2 separate regions of the Sus scrofa genome follow, and region 1 is linked to region 2. The links are chromatin contacts, called in public Hi-C maps. All regions are on one chromosome and are shown on one strand. Each heading gives the region's core, a stretch centred on a gene start, on an enhancer-like site or on the middle of the called end of the contact. The rest is flanking DNA. Distances are from core to core; before and after follow the strand shown. Region 1 holds the start of CSRP1 (cysteine and glycine-rich protein 1). Region 2 holds the start of PHLDA3 (pleckstrin homology-like domain family A member 3).

Region 1 (3,282 bases), core at 446-2,945, 37 kb before region 2:
CACGGCAACGCCGGATCCTCAACCCACTGAGCGAGGCCAGGGATCGAACCCATAACCTTATAGTTCCTAGTTGGATTCGCTTCTGCTGCGTCACGACGGGAACTCCTTGGAGGCCCTGTTTGCATGATGGGCCTGGCCCAAAGAAAGCTGTTTCTTAGGCCAGGAAGTCAGAAAAGCCCAGATAAACACCTCATTTTCTGGATTCTAAGATGCTTGATTTTATTCCTGGAGGAGAGATGATTCGGCCACCTGGGGCTGTAAATGAGGCCTGTGAGGGTCTGAGGCCTCGACACCTGTCCAGGCTGGAAGATGTGGCAGCTGCACCTGTGCGTGACCCGGAGGAAGGGCCACCAGCTGCCCAGCAGCCCTCCAAGACCTGCCCCCGGGGCCACAGCCATGGGCGAGAGGAGGCTTCCTTCTCAGAGACACTGGAGCCCATGAGGGCAAACAGCAGGGCACCCGGGGAGCAGGCACAGCACAGCGAAATGTGCGCCGAGGTCTGAGTGTGGTTTGCACCCCACTCGGTGTGCTCCCAGTGCAAAGGGTGCCATTCGACCTGGAAATGCAGTGAATGAGCTACGACACCGCGGACCCAAAGAAGTGCTTTGTCTCCCTAAGTTCTCAGTCTCTCTCAGGTCTCCGTGTTCCTCCGAACAGGACTTGGGGGAGCAGATGGCACCTTCTTTTATTTTTTTCTTTTCTTTTTTTTTTTTCCTCGTCTTTTTGCCATTTCTAGGGCCACTCCCGTGGCATATGGAGTTTCCCAGGCTAGGGGTCTCATTGGAGCTGTAGCCACTGGCCTACACCAGAGCCACAGCCACGCGGGATCTGAGCCACGTCTGCTACCCACACCACAGCTCACGGCAATGCCGGATCCTTAACCCACTGAGCAAGGCCAGGGATCGAACCTGCCACCTCATGGTTCCTAGTTGGATTTGTTAACCACTGAGCCACGAGGGGAACTCCGGCACCTTCCTTTAGAGCTGGGCTCGCTCTGCCCCCCACCAGGACCCCTCTGCCAGGGGGTGACTCCCTCTCCCTCCAGAGCCCCAGGTTTCTGGGCTGTTCTGCCCAGGACAGAGGTGGAGGTTCTATCCTGACCCAGGAACAGCTCTGCAGGGAGCGGGCGGCTCTGACCTCTGAGATGCCCGCTGCTGCAGGCACAGGAAGGGCTGGGAGCTGCTGAGGGCGGCACCCACTTTTCAGAGCTGCTGTTCTGGGGGAGGGGTGGGGCAGCCTCCTTTGGAGAGCAGGGGAGATTGGGGAAGCCCAGAAGGAAGAGCTGCTGGAGGAGGGCGTTACACTCACCGAGGGCCACTGCTGAGGGCGTAGAAGGCTTAGAAGATCTGCCCCGTCTCCCCCCAAAACACACCCCTTCCCTGTGGATTACAGCTCCTTCACAGATGCGGAGCCTGTGGGCGGGGGTGGGGGGTGATTTGGAATCTAGGCCAGGGCAACAGCTAGTACACGGAAGGGGCGGGATCCGAACTCAGGCCTCTCTTACCCTGGTGCTCAGATGTGTCCTTGCCACCCTGCCGCCAGAACAAGTGAGACCCCACCACCGTCCCCACCGCCATCCACGCCCGCCCCTTCTCTTGTGGCGCAGGTTTTATCAGAAGTCTTAGCTCTCAGACTTGTGTCTCCACCCTCTCGCATCCGGCCGCCAGGAAACCCTGAGAAGTTCCGGGCACGTGCGAGACGCGGCTTCCTCCGTGGCGGGGGCACAGGGGGTCCCCCGGGCGCAGCCGGGTCGCCCCGGGCCTGGGGACCCCGCTGGGGGGTTGGGGGGTTGCGCCAAGACCTTAGCGCCGATGCGGTGACATCAGCCCCGGTGTGGTGACATCGGCGCTGGTGTGGTGCAGTGTGCAAAGCCCACTGGTTGGCGTGGCCGGGACACGCCCCCCGGGAGCGGAACAAAACGGCGCGCGGGCCGGACGAGCCCAGCCCCGCTTCCAGAGCGCCGCCCGCTGTCGCTGCCGCTACCGAAAGCCCAGCCACCACCGCCGCCAGGTGAGTGCGCGGGGTCTCGCCGAGCCCCTCTGGGCCACCCCGCTGGGCTCCGCTGCAACCTCCGCCCCTACCCCCGAGCGCCCTGGCTCCTCTGCGCGCCCCGGCTCCGCGCGCGCTGGACGCCCCCGGCCTTCTTGTCCCGCCACCTCTCGGGAGGCTGCAGGGGAGGGTAGACGCGACACCGGGCGGCCGGGGCCCGCGCAGGCCGAGGAGTGGGGCCAAGTGGCCGCGCGGGTTTCTTTCCAGGAGGCGCGGGGCTCCTCCCCGCTCCGGGTTCCCCGGACACAAAGGGCCCCCACGTGCCCCTGTCCCGGGACGGCCCGGCGCCCCCCACCGCCTGCGGGTCCCGAGGCGGAACAATGGGCCATTCTGCGCGCACTGACGCTTGTTGTCCGGCGGGGGTGGGAGCCTCTTGCAGCCCCCGCCCTTCTGCCCTGGGGGAACGCGCCCGCGGGCAGGGTGGGGACCGTCGGGCCTCGGGGGCCCGCCCGTGGCAGCTGCGCCCTGCCCTGCGCAGCGCAGGTGCTGGTTTCACTCTTTTCAAAAGACTAGATGGAGTTGCCCCCCACCTCCCACTGCGCGCGCCCCATTCACTCCCGCCCCCGCCGGCTCGTCTAAAGGAGTGGGGACCATCGCAGAGCCTGAAGGGACCCACAGTGCTTGGTGGCCTCAGTCCCTGAAGTGGGGAACACACTTAGAGAAAGTTGCAGTCCATTGCCCCACCAGCAACCACGAGGCAGGCGTTTTATCTGCTCTCACAGGCCCCAGAGTGTTGTGCAAATTCTGCAAACAGTTGTGATCTAATCAAATCTGGGTCTAGGCAGGAGGCTGGGTGGCTCAGCTCCCCGGAGGCGGGGGCACCCCTGCCCCTGGGTGTGAGTGGATGGTTAGGCCCACCCAGCTGAGAGGGCGTCACCTGGGCTCCTACCCCCAGAGGTCCGTACACCCGGCTCTGGTGAACACGGCAACCCACTCGGTGAGAGGTTGTTGGAAGGGGAACTGATCCTGATCCTGAACCCGTGGCCTTAAACAGGTCGCCTCCCTCTCACGCTCAGTTCCTGTAGGGTTGGCACTGGGAGAGCCTTGCACAGACGTGGAACCCAGCGGGGACAGTGGCTCCCTTCTCCTTGGCCTCCCCCCAGCCCCCCACCCCATGCCTCCCCACTGCTCCCAGAAGCTCAGCAGGCTGGAGGTGCTGTCCTCTCAGGGCAGGCTGGAATTTCTTCCCTGAGGGATTTGGGGACCAGGTGCTGAGTGTTCACTGCTGCGCTC
Region 2 (3,233 bases), core at 562-3,061:
GACCACTCCCTCTCCAGAGGGGTGTTCTGAGAGCTAGGGAGGTGGCCGCATGTGTGTCTGTGTGTGTGTGTCTTGCAACAGAGTGGTGGGTGGGAAACCGCCAGCTCCTGACTTGGCTGCTGTGGGGAGGGCACCGCTCCCTCCACCCTGGCTCTCCCAGCGCCCGTTAGGCTCTATGTCAACCAGGCAGGAGGCTGGAAACACAGGGTGTGGGTACAAAGAGGTCTCATTACTATCGTTATTACAAATCATTATTCCCATCAGCATCTATTATTAGCATGTCTATGAATAGGTCCCCAAGAAATGGGTAGTCCTTCAGGAGCTGACTGAGCCGGGGGCAGGCGAGGACCGGGGACGGCCATCTGCCGGTGCCTTGTCTCCATCCTCCACAGTCGGTAAAAGTGGGGGCAGGTGTCCTAGGCCTTTCACCGATGTTATCTAACTTAATCCCTAGAGATCGGTGATGTAAGAATCAATGCATCTTCCCATCTGATGGAGGAGGAAACTGGAGGATAAAGAAGTTGCCGGAGGTCCTGTTGTGGGGCAGCGGAAATGAATCCAACTAGGAACCATGAGGTCTCGAGTTCAATCCCTGGCCTCACTCTGTGGGTTAAGGATCCAGCGTTGCTGTGAGCTGTGGGTTGCAGACAAGGCTCCGATCTGGCGTGGCTGTGGTGTAGGCCGGCAACTGTAGCTCCGATTGGACCCCTAGCCTGGGAACCTCCATATGCTGTGGGTGCGGCCCTAAAAGGACAAAAGACAAAAGACCAAAAAAAAAAAAAAAAAAGTTGCCCAAGGTGGGCTGGACATGGCCCCCCCAGGAGGAAGAGTTGAGATTTGAAACCTGAAGAGCTCAGGCCTTCACACCATACTCTCCAGCCAGAAATGGGGGAGGGGGCTTCTTCCTACCTCCCCCCTCCCTCTTCAGCTCAGTATCCAGGGGGCTGGGCTCGGGGGAGCAGCACTGAATCTGCAAAGGGGAATAGCACAGGCCTGGGGCTGACTCCACCGGTGCGGAGTCTATGTGGGCTGGGCCCGGCCCCTCAACATCTATGCGGGCTGAGCCAGGGCCCCCTCCATGTGACGAAGAGGATGCAGCAATGACTTAGCCAGGTCACCAGTGTGTGTGTGTGGGTGGTGGTGGGGGGGTGTGTCCCTCCTCCCCCTCCTCCACCGCAGGGAGGCTGAGGGACCTCAAGACTCCTCAGTCCCAGGCTGGCACTGGGATGGGGGCAGGAGTAAGAGGGTGGGCGTGGAGCAGAGACAGCTGCGGGCAGCCTCTTTGGGCCCCTGCACTGAGAAATCTGCCCCTGGGGGCGGAACCCAGTTTGGGCTTGATTCCCAGCCCCTTCCCCCATCCCAACCCCAGGATCTTCCTCATTTTTCTGATTTCGCAATGCCAGGCAGGAGCTGGCCAAGATGGGAAAGGGGGCAGAGACGGGGGTTTGGGAAGCATCCAGCAGCTGTCTGGCGCGCGCCCCCACCCCTCCCCGTGCGAGTCCCAACCAGTGCCACCGCGGAGCAACCCCTCCTCCCAAGCAGCGACCCCCGGAGTCCAAGATCTGGAGGAGCTGTGGTCCCAGGAGCGGCAGATGCGAGGCCCCAGGGCTCCGGCCGTGGGTCAGCAGCTCTCTCGGTCCCTGCGCCCCTTGCCCGGCGTCCAGGGCCCGCAGGATGACCGCGCCCCGCCCCCAGGCCGGCCAGGCTGCGCAAGGGAGAGGAGGGGAGGGGAAGGGAGGGGAGGGGAGGGAGGGCAGGCCCGCCCCCCTCCGGGCAGGAATGCGCCGCGCAGGAGGCGGGCCCGGGACATGTGAGGGCACATCCCCGGAGCGGCCGCCCAGCGCGCAGACGGCCGGCGGAGCGAGCGGGCCAGCGATCGGGTGAGCGCGCGGCCGGGGCTCTTGGGCCCGGGGCGGGGTCGGCGCGGAGCAGCGGCGGGGAGCTCGTGCGGAGAACCGGCGGGGCGGCCCGGCCCGGCCCCGCGCCCGCGCCCATGACGGCGGCCGTGCTCCGGGAGGGCGTGCTGGAGAAGCGCAGTGGCGGGCTGCTGCAGTTGTGGAAGCGCAAGCGTTGCGTGCTCACCGAGCGCGGGCTGCAGCTCTTCGAGGCCAAGGGCGCGGGCGGCCGTCCCAAGGAGCTGAGTTTCGCCCGCATCAAGGCGGTGGAGTGCGTGGAGAGCACGGGGCGCCACATCTACTTCACGCTGGTGACCGAGGGCGGCGGCGAGATCGACTTCCGCTGCCCGCTCGAGGACCCCGGCTGGAACGCGCAGATCACCCTGGGCCTGGTCAAGTTCAAGAACCAGCAGGCTATCCAGACGGTGCGCGCGCGGCAGAGCCTGGGGGCCGGGACCCTGGTGTCTTAAGCCGCGGACGGACGTCTCCGCTCCACGCGGCCCATTGACGCAGCGCGGAGGTGGTGTCAGGTGAGCCTTGGGGTCCGAGGTCCCCTTCTCTCTTCCCTCCCGTTTCCTTTCCTCAGCGGAGAAAATGGGGGCCTCCCACCCGCGTGCCACCTCACAGCTGGACCCTCCTAAGGGCCACCGAGCCCGGAAGGGCTGGGCCTGGGGCGGAGAGCCTGACTTTCCCCTGGCACCAGGCGTGGGGACCTGAAAGTGACCCCTGCTTCTGAGGAAGGTGGGCAGGAGGGGCCTTCCCCAGGTTGGTTCTGCCCTGACTCAGGTGGAGGAGGCCAGGACAACTCCGCAGGCTGCTGGCCCCTACCCACCAGGGCAGGGCTCCTGGGCTGTGGCTTTCTGGGGCCAGGGGCGGGCAGAGGGGGCATGGACTGGCCCCGCCCCTTCTGCTGGCATGGCGCTGGTTGGGAGGGTGAGCGAGGAATTGATGCAGGAGGACAGCTGCCCTCAACTAGTAGGGTCCCACCAGGTTGGGACCAGAAGGGGGAGTCCTAGCTCCCAAAGTGGGTTCCTGGTGGGGGCTTGGCTAGGCCGGGCCTGGGAGCTTCACTGCCCACTCTTGACTGTGAGCTTTGGGTCCCAGGGCTGAGCTGTTGGGAAACCCAGGGGATGTGGTGGATGGGCGGGCCAGGCCACTGATGCCTAGAGGGGTGGCCCTGTCCACCTGCCCCTGAGCGCCCCTGAGTTCTGGACCGAGGAGGGGGTGGGGGGATGGCCTCACGGTGAGGTATTTGTGATGTCTTAATCCTCCTTGGGCAGTAGGGCAGGGGGTGGGGGCGGGTTTGTGGTCAGAAAGCCGGAGGGGAGGAACCAGGAA

What was found. A called contact is a pair of places that touch in the nucleus more often than the background predicts.
Region 1: a Hi-C map of liver shows a contact between it and region 2, with 2.4 times the contacts expected there. The contact joins the promoter of CSRP1 here to the promoter of PHLDA3 in region 2. A contact is called at or near these places in 1 of 5 promoter capture datasets (liver), 19 of 47 Hi-C or Micro-C datasets (adipose tissue, alveolar macrophages, blood and 8 more) and 1 of 2 datasets of contacts at active chromatin or transcription factors (skeletal muscle).

The regions. Positions count from the first base shown.
Region 1 is chr10:23,862,433-23,865,714 of Sscrofa11.1, reverse strand. It overlaps CSRP1 (cysteine and glycine-rich protein 1), which reads left to right and starts at 1,695. Exons shown (of 6, transcript XM_003357676.4): 1 at 1,695-2,010.
Region 2 is chr10:23,826,006-23,829,238 of Sscrofa11.1, reverse strand. PHLDA3 (pleckstrin homology-like domain family A member 3) reads left to right here and starts at 1,811. Exons shown (of 2, transcript XM_003357675.5): 1 at 1,811-2,425. The coding sequence starts at 1,994. The coding sequence ends at 2,365.